2 separate regions of the Macaca mulatta genome follow, and region 2 is linked to region 1. A link is a contact called in public Hi-C data. All regions are on one chromosome and are shown on one strand. The core of a region is the stretch at or near the end of the contact, and the rest is flanking DNA. Distances in the headings are between cores, read along the strand shown. Region 1 overlaps RBFOX2 (RNA binding fox-1 homolog 2). Region 2 overlaps RBFOX2 (RNA binding fox-1 homolog 2).

Region 1 (6,628 bases), core at 941-3,440:
ACTATAGAACATTCAAGTCCTTTAGTCTCAGACTTAAGATCAGTTTCACTCCAGGTTTCTATGCTCTGTGGGGAAATTTCATCACTGGACAGTGCTTTCCTTTTAAGGAGGTTGCCCTTTTTTTTGTATTCTCTCTTCTCTTCCTCTCCCAGTCACCACCGGAGGGCGAGAGAACCAGCTAGCTATCAGGATAGAGGCATCATTTTAGGAGCTGGAATCCTGTTTAGTTATATAATGCCCTGCAGTGCTGTTTGGAAGGAGGGAAACCTGTCGGGAGATTTTCCCATTGTGACCTGGTGGAAAGAGAAGTTTCAAATGTATCTTTTCAAAGTAATTTTTCACCAAATCTGAGTTTAGAAAATTTCAACAAACTCCTTCCTCTTTTGGAAAAGCAGAGAAGCTTTTGAAATATTTCTCTTCCATGTCTTATCCCCTCATCATCAGTCTAATTACCTCTTTTGAAATACTGCTTTATATTTTTAAAAAAATTTTACATAAAAGAGAAATCCTGTTTCTGGATTCTCTTTGTTGCTTGGGAGATGATACTTGCTTGACCTTAGCGCCCTCATTCAATTTTTATTAACTGGCAATATTAGAGGGTAACAGCTCTCTTCTTTCTTAGCAATTACTGAAGGATTTTCAATGCTTTGACTTTTCATTATGTATTTTTTAAACCAGTGAAAGAATTATCTAAAATGGAAATTTGTATAATGAGTTTTGCCTCATGGAACGTTTCACCTTAGTTTCTAGAGGAGCTGGTAAGTGTAGTGTGTGTGAGCATGAAGTTAGAGTGCACATGCTTATGCACACTTAATATTGTGGTTGTAATAATTAGTATTTAAAGGAGCCATAATTTTAGGAAAGAAGTAGAAGAAATAAATGGAAACTGGAAAGAGAGATTCTGGGGTGCCTAATAATTCTTATAATAAAATCACCATGTTTTATCAGGATGTGCTAAATATTGAAGAAAAGTTATGAGTTTTTTGCCCATCCTGAAATTATACAACTGGAGAGGATAGAATATCAAATTTGAGAATTTTCAGTATTCCAGCCTATTTGTTTTGTTGTATATACCTTCTGTGTTAATGTAATGTACATAGTTGTTAGTAATCTAGGGGGAAAAATTCAAAGGAAATAACCAGCTGGGCCAAATCTTTCATTTGTCCTGTGGTTGTGTTGTGTTGTGTTGTGCCTGCATGTGTGTGTGTGTATGTTTGTGTTTGAGCCAGACATCCAATCCCAACATTTGATAATGACCTGTCACATAAGCTTTCTCAATATAGAATGTCTATACTGATGGTTACGGCTGGGTTATCAAAGTTAAATGGTTTATTACAACGTAAGAGAGATGTTTGGATATGTTTTCACTGTTTTGCTACCTAGGTTCTTTGCATCTTCAGATGATACCATTTCTATAGTCCCCAGTTTCCATTGCTCAGTTGTCGGAAAAGGGCTTTCAGTGGATGACTTTTTCATCATACCATATTAGATCCTTGTCAGTATTTGCACAGTGTATGCACTTTATTACTACATATGCACTTTATTACTACTTTTATAGGGCCTGTTTTTGTTTTAATTAAAACTGCTCTGTCGTTTATAGTAAGTAGTCAGTGCTCTGCTAAAAAGCAAATGGCAATTTAATCACAAAATTCTAATATAGCAGATAGACATGCTTATGTGATACATAAAACATTAATTTTATCGGCTGTTCATGTATATGTTGTAGGAGTATTTCACTGAGATCTCTTATTTTTGGGCATAATGACCAGATTATTGCATCTCATATTTATGAAAATAGCAACGTAGAATATGAAGGAAAGATAAATCATTCTTGTACTATGTGTAAAATTCGAAAAACAAAATTGCAAATGACTTCAACACTAATTAGTAAAAAATAAATGTTTAGCCAAACTCAAACTCAGTTATACTGTCTATTGTTGAAAGGGCAAGTGGACTAGGCAGAGAGGAAAGGATTTTACAGTATGGATGTGAAAGAAAATTTTTGTACTCTACTGTGGTATAAGACTGCCAGTTTCTGTGGAACACAAAGCCCTCCCTTTCTTGGACAGCTCAGTGCTTTGCTGGCATTTTCTTCAAAATCTGTTTTCCATCAGGACCAAGAGGAGGGAAGGTGTTAGGAATAAGGGAGGTTGGAAAGGGGGTTGCTGTTCCTTTAAATAGTGCAGTGAGTCCATGTGGCAGCAGGCCGCTCTGGAGTGTATTCTTTTGTAATGAATCACCAGTTCCATTGTCTGCTATCTCCCCTCTTTGTAGCTGGAAGGCTGAAGTCTTTCACCTGAGCTGCTGCCAGTTCGCTCTTCTGTTCCTGGGTGGTTGGGAGAAGAGAAGAGGGAGGGTATTTTATGCTTTAATTAAAGACAGATAAGAGAGCAGGTATGTTTTGCTTTGTTTCATTTTCTCTTTTCCTGTTTTTGTTTGTCTGGTTTTTGAAAGGAATTGGAGTAGAGAATCTATTCTGTGATTTTGCTAAGCATATCCCATTTTCTCTGAATTCTGGAGGTCCTCACAGCATTTAGTCTCCATTTTGTGGTACTGCTTTAAAGTGATTCCATTCGGTTGCCTGCCAGTCATGCTCCCTTGCCACTCGAACCTCATCCCACCCTTCATCCACGCAGCTGCAGCCACACTGTTTGTTTTGGCACACTATCCACTTTCTATGGGCTTTGCAGGATTTGGGGAGTTGGAGGATAGGCGAGGATTGTGGGTTGGAGACTAAATTTATGTTCCTTTACAATGAAAAAAAAGCCTCACTTTTTCCAGAGATTTGGTTTCTTTCTGAATTCTTCTTCATTGCTCCATATCTTTAGTTATAACCATTTCCTCGCCGAGGCCAAGATTGTCTCTTGAAAAGTATCGCTTTTCTAAAAATTACTTAACTTTCTTGAAAAGATACCCAGAATTTCATAAATGAAGCTATGATGAAATCCAAGCACTCTTGACTCATTAAATTGTTTTTTCCGTCTTAGTCACCCCCTAATCACACACACTTTTTTCTTTCTTTTTTTGCCCCTTTTCTCTTTTTTTCCCTTTATCTTTCTCCTTAGTTTTGCAGTTGGGTCTAGGTAAGCTTAATATTTGACAACCTACTACTTAAATTTGTATTGCTACAGAAGACATCTTCATATTGAACGGTAATGACATTCCTCATTCCTCTCAGTGATAAGGCGTAAGCTCAAATTCCTGGTTTTGTTCCTCCAGTTTTCTATTCTCCCCTGAGAAATTCCACACTCTGATCTACACAGATTGCCATATGCAAACAATTTTATCTCTCTCAAATTTGAACTTTTCATCATGGAATTCCTTACCTAGGGATTGTTTCTTGGACATCTGTTTATAATAGACAGATAGTTTCTGGGAACCAGTCATACTAGATGCTACAGCACCCTTTACCCACCCTGGTCTCCTTCTGGTATACCGTTCCTCTCTGGGATCTGACATTATTGGTATCCCACACGTTCCCTTCTGAAGTCATAATTCCTCACTCTTTGTTTTCAACATTTCCAAACCACTGTCAAATCTTTTTTGAACGTTTCCTCCCAACATTTTGTATGTGAAATCTGCCAGGCACAAATAGAAGGCTCCCCTGCAGTAAATATTTTGCTCTTTTGATTGTAGCACCCTTCTTAGCGGGCTCCAGTGTTCAGCCTCTTCTAGGCGGTCAGAAATGCTGCATTCTGCCATCACGATGTATTGTGTCTATTTCCCAGACTCTTACATGTTTCTCTATTACTATTAGAATGATTAAATTCAGGAAACTAATTCATTAGAGGTCATTGCCAGAGTGAGTCATTTAAAATGCAAGTCTGATTTTGTCATTCCTGTGTTTATACCTTGCAGTTGCTCCCCTTCAGTCTCTGAATAAAATCCTGTGACCCTGCATGATCAGAAATCTGGCTGTCTCTCCAGCCTCATCTCCTGCCATCCTTTTCTTGCTGTATTTCATTCTAATGACCCTGGCCTCTTTGCTCTTCTCTTAACATACCTGAGACCCTCCTTCTTAGGACCCTTCTGCTTTGCTGCGTGCCCAAAATGCTCTTCCCACTGGTACCCATGTGGTTTGTTCTACTCTCGAATATTTCTTCTCAAGGGAGACCTTTCCCTTAACTTTCCTAGCTTAAACCAGCACTCCCTCGTCACTCCTACCTTCATTCTGCTTTTTCTTCACTTGTCACTGATTTTAGTTCTTATCATTGATTGTTATGTGTTTGTTGTCTGTCTCCTCCCCAACCCTGAACAGAAGCTCCCTGAGATCAGGATCCTCGTCAGCAGTCTGTTGTATTCCCAGTGTGTAGAACAGTGCCCGGCACATAGTCATAATAAAAATAGCTAATCTTTATATCTGCTGATGATGCATTAATATCAGATACTGTTCTAAGCACTTTACCCTCATTAACTCATTGAGTCCTCTCAGTAACCCTGTGTTATCTCCATTGTACAAAAGAGGAAACTAGGCATATGATGGTTAAGTAACTTGCCCAAGTTCAGACAGCTGCTAAGATATCTTGTGGGGAATGATATCTAGACAGACTGGCTTAGAAATTGGTATTCTTAGCCACTGTATGCTACCCCTTGTAGGTATTGGGTATTCAGTAAATATTTGTTGAATGTGTGAATAAATTAATTTAGTTGAGACTCTGATTCATTTCTGAAATTTCCATCCCTGACTTAAGACTTTGATAAAACACTTGCAGTAACGGAATTCATTGTTGAATAAAATGGCTTCATTATTATAATATGTAATAAAGTATATATTATTTTATGATAAAAATATTAATATTGTCTAATAATAATACTAAATAATAATGCAGAGTACATACTGTGCATTAAGCACTGTCTTAAGTGCTTTACATATTTTAGGACATTTATTCCACTCAGCAGCCTTATCTACTTACTCAGCAGTACTGTTAATGTCCATGTTGTAGAAATTAGGAAACCCAAGGAGTTTGGCTCCAGCATTTCTGTTCTTAACCACCACTAATAATGACTGTTATTAAAATAAGTTTTTGGTTTTGCTTACCTACTCTGTGCCAGTCAATTTTACATACATAGCACATTTACAAACATAACTATTCACATTATGTATCACTGGTCAGTCATCTTTGAGGTAGGTGAGGTTTTTCCCATTTTTTGCATGAGACTTTGAGATTCTAGAGGTCAGGCAACCTGGTGACTCTGGAAACAGAGAGAGATAGGTTTCAAACTGGAGATCTATTTAGTCCCAAATTCACATGCTCTTCCATTATACTGTGAGCCTCATAAGATAAATAGTTCCATTGTTGGCCATGAAAAGTAGAAAAGTGTTCTTTATGAGCTGAAATCTGTTTTCATTATTGTCTTCTCATTCCTTCTCGATTTCTCATCTGGAGTTACATTGAGTGGTTTCATGTCTTCTACATAAAATCCAAATATTTGAAGATACTGCTGAATGTTCCCTTTAATCTTCTGTTGCCTTGCTTATTTTTCCTACTTCCTTGAATTATTCCTCATAGATATGAAAACATACGGTTTCCAGAATGTTTACTGACTGTCCTGGACTAATTGCATTAATTTATATGGATGATTTATCATTTATGTCTAATTGCTAAGTAAAAATATCAATTATGATTACTTTTTAAGTTTTATTGGTACATAATTATACATATTTATGGAGTACTTATGATATTTTATACATGCATACAATGTGTAATGATCAAATCAGTAATTAGGATACCCATCACCTCAGATATTTATCATTTCTTTGTATAGAGAATATTTCACATCTCCCCTTCTAGCTATTTTGAAATACATAATAAATTATTGTTAACTATAGTCACTGTGTGTCGAATATTAGAACTTCAACTTCCGCTTCCACTTCCTCTTCCTCTTCTTTTTCTTCTTCTTTTTTTTTGGAGACTGAGTCTCACTCTATTGCCCAGGCCAGAGTGCAGTGGTGCGATCTTGGCTCAGATCTCGGCTCATTGCAGTCTGCACCTCCTGGGTTCAAGTGATTCTCCTGCCTCAGCCTCCAAAGTAGCTAGGACTGCAGGTGCACGCCACCACGCCTAGCTAATTTTTGTAATTTTAGTAGAGACAGCATTTCACCATGTTGGCCAGGCTGCTGTCGAACTCCTGACCTCAAGTGATCTGCCCACCTCTGCCTCCCAGAGTGCTGGGATTACAGGTGTGAGCCACCGCGCCTGGCCAAGAACTTATTTATTCTAACTGTGTTTTTGTACCCAGTAACCAACCTCTCTCCATCCCCTGCCTCCTTCCCAGCATTTGGCAAACATCATTTTACAGTTATGAGTATTAAGTATCATATCTTTGTTATAAATGTTGTTTTATGATAACATGTTTGGCTTTAGTCAGTTTCTTTTTTGTGTTGTTTTTGAGACAGGGTCTCACTCTTTCGCCCAGGCTAGAATGTAGTGGCATGATCTTGGCTCACTGCAACCTCTGCCTACTGAGTTCAAGTGATTATCCTGCCTCACCCTCCCAAGTAGCTAGGACTACAGGTGTGTGTCACCATGCCCAGCTAATTTTTGTATTTTTTGGTAGAGTTAGGGTTTCACCATGTTGGCCAGACTGATCTTGAACTCCTGACCTCAGGTGATCCACCTGCCTTGAC
Region 2 (6,521 bases), core at 1,783-4,282, 96 kb after region 1:
CCTAGTTAAGGGCAGCAGAAAGGAATGACCACTGATAGTGTGCCCCGAGCAGTGGCATCATTTGTGAGAGTAATAGGGGAACTGGCGAGTGTTTTCTATTGGTTCAAATATTGAGTGCATACCTGTGGCATCGTTTCATTATCGGTGTTGGGAAAGGAGCATGGAGCATAAGGCTGTAGTATTCACAGTAAGCTTTTCAAAAACCTAAGTTTCAAATACAAATCTAAAGGATGTCTCTGCTCTTCCTGAGCCTTCTGGTAGATAGTACTAGAAATTCCCAAGTGAACGCTTTATAGGATATTTCATTGATTATTGATAACAACTGTGGCAAAATATAGTGTTTTTGATAAAGTATCGAAGAAGTCTGTAGAACTAGCATAATTTCTTCTGACCAACCACCTCACTGCAACATTATTGTGTTGGCTTCGGTGCCTCCAGTTTCAGTGATTAGGACTCACAGGCTGCAACAAAGGTAGGCCGTTCCACAGTGACACCTCTGCCAGCCTTGCTCTCTAATTCAAAATGCAACTGGGCAGCTGCCTCTGAACATGGCAGAGTTGTTTGAAAAGGAGACAGAATGAAGTGTAAAATGTAAGACCTAAAGGAATATGAGGAAGTTACTTCTCACACCAGATTTCTACTGATGAAGATTTGTGGAAGGAAGGAATAGGGGCCCTGAGGGAATGTATGTTTGTAAGGGAAGTAGAGCAGTACAATATAAAGGCAGTGGTGGAAGTTCCTGAGGTTTTATTTTGTCCTAAAATGATATAAGTCCTATGCTAAAAGAATGACCTGAGAAAGATGCATTCCTGGGAAACTTGTAATTGAAAGAGATAAGCCATTAGATAAAGTCATTTGATAATGGAATAAAGCCTAGTTAAAACCCCAACTAGATATATAAATGTGAATATGTCAAGAAACAGCCTAGTTGGTGTGCTTTGTGGATGATAGAGGAACTAGACTTTATTAAAGACTGACTCAGGTTTAGATGCAGCACCATCTCAAACGTGGGCTGTGACCGCACATGGCAGGGATCGTGTCGGAAGTAACGTGCACTGCAGATGGGTCATATGTGAGAAGGGGAAACTGGGGATGTGTTTTCCACCAGGATTATAGGCTGTATCAAGGTAAACAAAAACCTGTGCTTTTAAAAATCACACTCTTGGCAGAACTAGTTTTCAACTGTATATTGTTTCCCTTCTGTGCTAATTCATGTAAATGATGAAATGAAATGTTGTCATACTCTCTTTGAGAATATCAGGTCAGCAGTAAATGTGTTGGGCTCTGGTGTGAGCACCTCACAAGCAGAAGTTGGTTTCTGACTTTACTGCACAAGGCAATGCTTGATCAGTTGCTTTGAGGCTTTGAAGGAGGCTGTGTTTCCAAATCCCTCTCTGGACATTTTTCTTCACTGTTAATGCTTCTCTCATCAACCTTTTAATTATTTTTATCTCTTTAATTACTGCAGGCGAGTTTATACCGAGGTGGCTACAGCCGATTTGCCCCCTACTGAAGTGACGTGAGACCCCTGCAAATGGGACAGCCCCCCAGTTCATGAGGCCTGGCTATTGCAATATTTACTAGTAGAGGAACTCTATAGCAAGATGAAGAGGAAAAACAAACAAACAAAAAAAAAAAACACAAAAAAAGAAAGAATACTTTTTTATACCTCACTATGTTCTTTGAATATGTATTTTTTCCTTTAAATTTCTGCCTTTAATTCTTTTGTTCCAAAGATTGTGCATTTTTTTCTTTTTTTTTTTAAACTGTGGTAAAAAAAAAAAAAAATTAATGCATTTCCATGTCTGTACGTCCGTGCTTAGCTTATTCTATCAATCACGGAAGAGGCAGTCAAGGAGGGAGAGCTGCATTGATTAGGAGCTGATCAATGCATCTGATCAGAAATCAGCAGACAGAATTACCAAAGTGTACCTGGTGCTGAATGGCTGGGGGACAAGCAGAAGTGGGAGAGATCTTTCCGCAACAGGATGTTCTTCTCGTCTTCTGAGTTTCTGGTCTTTTGACAGGCAGTTCTGGTTGGCTGTGGCTGGAATCCACATGCTGATAGATAGGAATTTGTGCTTATAAAGCAGGAGAATTAAAAAGACGCTTTCCTCTCCTCTTCCCTCCTGTCTTCTCCATTCTTTTTACAATCATCTTACACGCACAGCCTGAGACAGTTGGCATCGTTTTTGGAATTATAGTATTGATATTTCCAAACGTGCTCTCAGACTGTGGATAATAAACACCTCATTAGGAAACCGATCTCGGAGTGAACTCTGGAGTATGAAAAAGATCATTTCTTTTTGTTCCTGCAACTTAGCATTCTTTCTGGGCTTCTTCTCCTTTAATTGAACCACAGCTTAGCTCATGTATTCTTTTATTAACATCCTGCTCTCATGTCCATAAGATTCAGGAATTCAGGACCCAGGGACAGAAAGATGAATAAGCCAGTGACCAGATTTCCCCCAGATGTCTGGGCACCGCTTGAGGATTAGAAGTACAAAGTGTTCACAGCCATTAAAGAGGGTGAGGAAGAGAAAAGGAGTATTAGAAGATCTGGTATTTCTTACTTTTTTCTTGCCTTAGAAAGTACAAAGTTTAAAAAACAGCATAAAGAATCTGCTGGGGAAAGATAGAGTACCAGGTCCTAGGTCAGCAGTCCCTGGAAGTTTTGGTGATGAGGACATGGAAGGGCAGGCAGAGGCACTTTGTACTTGCTCCAAAGCCATAGGAATTTTCATCTTCCAGAGCCTTTATGAGTCACTTCTCTATCCACAGTCTTGAGCCCTGTGGCTGTCCTGCCAAGCTTCTCACTGTCCTCCAAAAACACCCAGCTGAGCACCCGGACCACTTTGTGTACATTAACACTACAGGACATAAAACGCGGAGGCCCTGAGATTGCTGCCCTCCCATATTGGAAGGAGGGTCTGAAATGGCAAGGGTCTTCTGTATCGCCAGGAAGAGTCATGCAGTGAGTCACTGCCGTTGCCATCTGGCTGTAATTTTCTGTGTTATCAACGTAGGAGAGAGAGTTTCTCTTCTAGCTATTAGATAGAACTGATCAAAGCAAGTGTCCTACAGCATTTCCCAAATGAAGGCATTAGGAAATAGAAAAGCACGGTCTTTTTGGCTCCCTGGTCTATTCACATTGGTACTAGGGTGACCTTTCACCCAAGGGACAGCTGCTAAAGGGAGTAATTCAGAGACATGGAGCTTCTGGTTTGTTATGGGTTTGTTTTGGGTTTGTTTTTTAACTCCTGCCTCCACACATGTTCTTGACTGATAACTGACTCATGTCCCTGAATTAAAATGACTGACCTACGACAGCATCAAGCATTCTTTGTAAGCAGAGTGATGCGTCTGAGAGGGCATTGGCCTGTCGCGTAGAATACATATCCTCTCCCCCTTCGGAATCCTGTCTCGCCTCATAACTGGGAGAGAGGCTGTGCCTGAAACTAGGGGTGATGTCAAGGAAGCTAGAGGCCTCGATGCAATTATTACTCATCCTGGGGAGGAGGACGGAGACTAAGGGGACACCAACGGCCCAGTCCATTGGGCATTTTTAAGGATCCCCCCACCCCAAGCCAAAGTTTGGTTTGTTGCTGTTAAGACAATTTTTGTTGTATGTATATAAATATTTTAGTTAGAGGAGTGGGGAATGGGATGCGGGCTTTCACAGTTCTAGGGAATGGGGGCAGGGAGGATTTTGCTTTTGCTTTTGCTTTGAGGGAGAACTTTAGCTGACTGAAAAAACAAAAGTTTGAGGTCATGATCACAAAGGGGCCATTCCCAAAAGATGGCAAGCCACGTACTCAATGGAGACTAGGCCAAATTCTAAATGGTTGTATCCCTAGCAGGGGAGAATAGGAGAATGAGTTTAAGTGTTTTTCTCTTCTTTTTTCCTAGAAGGAGGTAAGGATAATAGGAAAGGTAGAGAAGGCAGCTCCCACAGACCTTTTAAGAGAGGCAGAATCTTGAGCTTGAGGCACCTTGAGTGCATCTCAGTTCAGCTGGTTCTGGCTGAGGCCTCCAAAGGCAAGCTCTGTGCTTTCCAGTGGTTTGTGCTGCATTTCCAGGGATGGTGTTTGACCCCGCTTCCTCCAGCTCCCTTTTCTAAGAAAGAATAGATGGAGTTCTGCTTTTTATGAAAGGGTCTTTGGTTTTCAAGTGTCAACACTGAGAATTGGGGCTCTTACAAGCATCTAGATGTCACAGCATCAACCTCGCCATCACCATTTGAACTTTGAGAGTCAACTTCACCAGAGGCAGGTTGCTCAAAGCAGCACTGCTTGTCTGTTCCTGACTCTGGTTCTCACTGTATTGAGAGAGTCAGAGGAGTCTGGCATTTCGTGAGTTTGTTAGAGGATGCTGGCTGATAATTCCGGAAAACTCACCGATGCTGAATCACATGCATGATTCTTTCTCAACTTTACTATAGTTCATGACCTGGACTTTCTGTACTCTTGGAAGCTGGGCTCCTTAAAGGAGACCTCTAGTGAAAACCTTTATCTCCACGTCCCTCTTTTAGCCCAGAGAGCTGCCCAAAGGCATTTTCCAGAATTCCTTGTGTCTCTTAGTTCAATTTCCATTAACTCAGATCAGCCGTTGTGATTCACCATTTGTCAGCCTCTCGGGTTTCACAAAACCTACTACCACCATCATCCTCCAACAGCCACAGTCTGAATTGAGCCAACATTTTTTTTTTTCTTTGAGAAAGAAGTGGACTGGGGCACAACTTTTAGTCTGAGGGGAGCTAGTGGAAATCTAGACGATCGAAATCATCGATAGCAGCCTTTCCTCAAATGTGTGACTCCTCAGGGGCTGAACTGCTCTTAGCTTAGAATTATGCTTTACTAGAGATCCAGCAGAGAAGTGTGTTAATCACTACCATCCCGTGACTAGTTACATAGCTTCCAGACATGAGGGAGACTGATACCAAACAGGGACGGAAGCAACCCCAAGGATATGCAAGAAGGGCATGATGAGCCCCCTTCCCTCTGGCAGGAGAACAAGGCCAACCAAGGGACAGACTGGAAAGCGCTTAGATGTTTAAGGAGGGAAAAGGGGAAGCTTTGGCGAGCCCTCCCCTTCTGCCAAGCTCAGCCAGTTCTCTGCTGCTTGCAACCCTCTAGCACAGTGACATTTGCAGAATTGCAGATTTTTTCCCCCAGATACTAGGAGGAAAGGGACTTTGGGGGGTGGGGAAGGGGTCGTGGTGTTTTAAAAGCATAAGTTACCTGTTTGCACTGTTTTAAGATAGGAAAAAAATAGTGGGCAAGGTGAACATCAGACGTAAATTTGTGTGTTTTTATTTTGTCATGCTCTTGAAAATGTTTGACCATTTGTAGTATACACAGTGAAACTTGATTCTCTGTTGCATAAAACACTATATTTTTTTGGAAATGTTACTGTCCAAAAGCCTCTTCCCTCCCTTTCCTTTTCCTGTGTACTTCCTTCATACTTGCTTTACTGATCGGCCAGGCAATAGCCATCCAAGAGCTAGAGCATGAAACAGGGCCCTTTCCAAGTAGGCTCTGGGTGTCCTAAGCCAGCGTGTGCCCTCTGGTTCGGTGAGCGTAGTAGAGTCCCTGGCACCTTTCTTTGCAAACAAGGCTTACAGACCAGACTGCAGCAAGTTGTCAAATTCCTCGATCGGATGCACTAGGAGTGAGGAGCCCAGGGATGGAGGGGATTCCTGAAGTGTTGCAGTTGGCTGTGGTAGCTGAGTTCTTTTCCATGTTACCGAAACTGTAGCCAGTTACAGTTTACTCAGGAAAACGGTAGATCAATTCAGCCATGGTAGTGCTGGTCGGCAGGGATTGGTAACGGAGAGAACTGCTTAGCAGCCAAAACTCAAGCCTTGCCTTTTAGGAGGCCACCGGCAGAGGGACTTGGTCCTCCTTGTCTGGCACTTGCGTCCATGCCAGCGACCTGAGGACTGCACTCACACTGGCGAGCAAGAAGGGAACAGTGATTCTCTTTTCTCTCCCCACCCCCTGCCCTTTGTCACCAACACCAGTTTCCCAGGGGGTACATGAGTTTTTGAATTTTTAAAACATGTGTTTTGGTTTGGTTTTTCCGGGGACTGATAAGTGCTTTAAGCAATGTCCATAACCCGTCAAGACTCCCAGCTTAGTCATTTTCTTGTATTTTTCTGTTCACAGTATTTGTGTGTGTGCTTGTTTTGGCAGCTCATTTTGGCTGTATTATATATCGAGTGATGAATTGATCCTCTTTTTTTCCCTAAGGGATATGAATTGTTTTTCTTGTGTTATATTCTGCTTGTGAATAGCTGGAGCAAACCTGGGGCTGACACACGTAAACTAGGGCTGCAAAGCGAGAAGAGAGCCGGTGGAGTGTACTTGTCCCTGACAGGCTGACCTGCCTGAGTCTCTGAGCTTTTCAGTCCAAATCTTTGCAAGGCTCAAAATGCCACAGAATCTCTCCTCTTCTCCCCACTCCTTCCCCATGGCAGGAACCGGGCCATCCCTACATGCAACATGCTGTTCCTCCAGCCC

The links. A called contact is a pair of places that touch in the nucleus more often than the background predicts.
Region 2: a contact with region 1 is called in a Hi-C map of fibroblasts, with 4 times the contacts expected there. The contact joins two enhancer-like sites. A contact is called at or near these places in 2 of 14 Hi-C or Micro-C datasets (fibroblasts and liver).

The regions. Positions count from the first base shown.
Region 1 is chr10:15,696,496-15,703,123 of T2T-MMU8v2.0, forward strand. All of the region lies in intron 2 of RBFOX2 (RNA binding fox-1 homolog 2), which reads left to right. Among named protein-coding and RNA genes, the nearest start is that of APOL5, 130 kb to the right of the region's middle. Within about 2 kb of position 2,191, at least 11 of the 40 cell types and tissues checked have an H3K27ac peak or open chromatin away from gene starts, as enhancers often do.
Region 2 is chr10:15,791,794-15,798,314 of T2T-MMU8v2.0, forward strand. It overlaps RBFOX2 (RNA binding fox-1 homolog 2), which reads left to right. Exons shown (of 14, transcript NM_001261516.1): 14 at 1,469-6,521. The coding sequence ends at 1,513. Among named protein-coding and RNA genes, the nearest start is that of APOL5, 31 kb to the right of the region's middle. Within about 2 kb of position 3,033, at least 2 of the 40 cell types and tissues checked have an H3K27ac peak or open chromatin away from gene starts, as enhancers often do.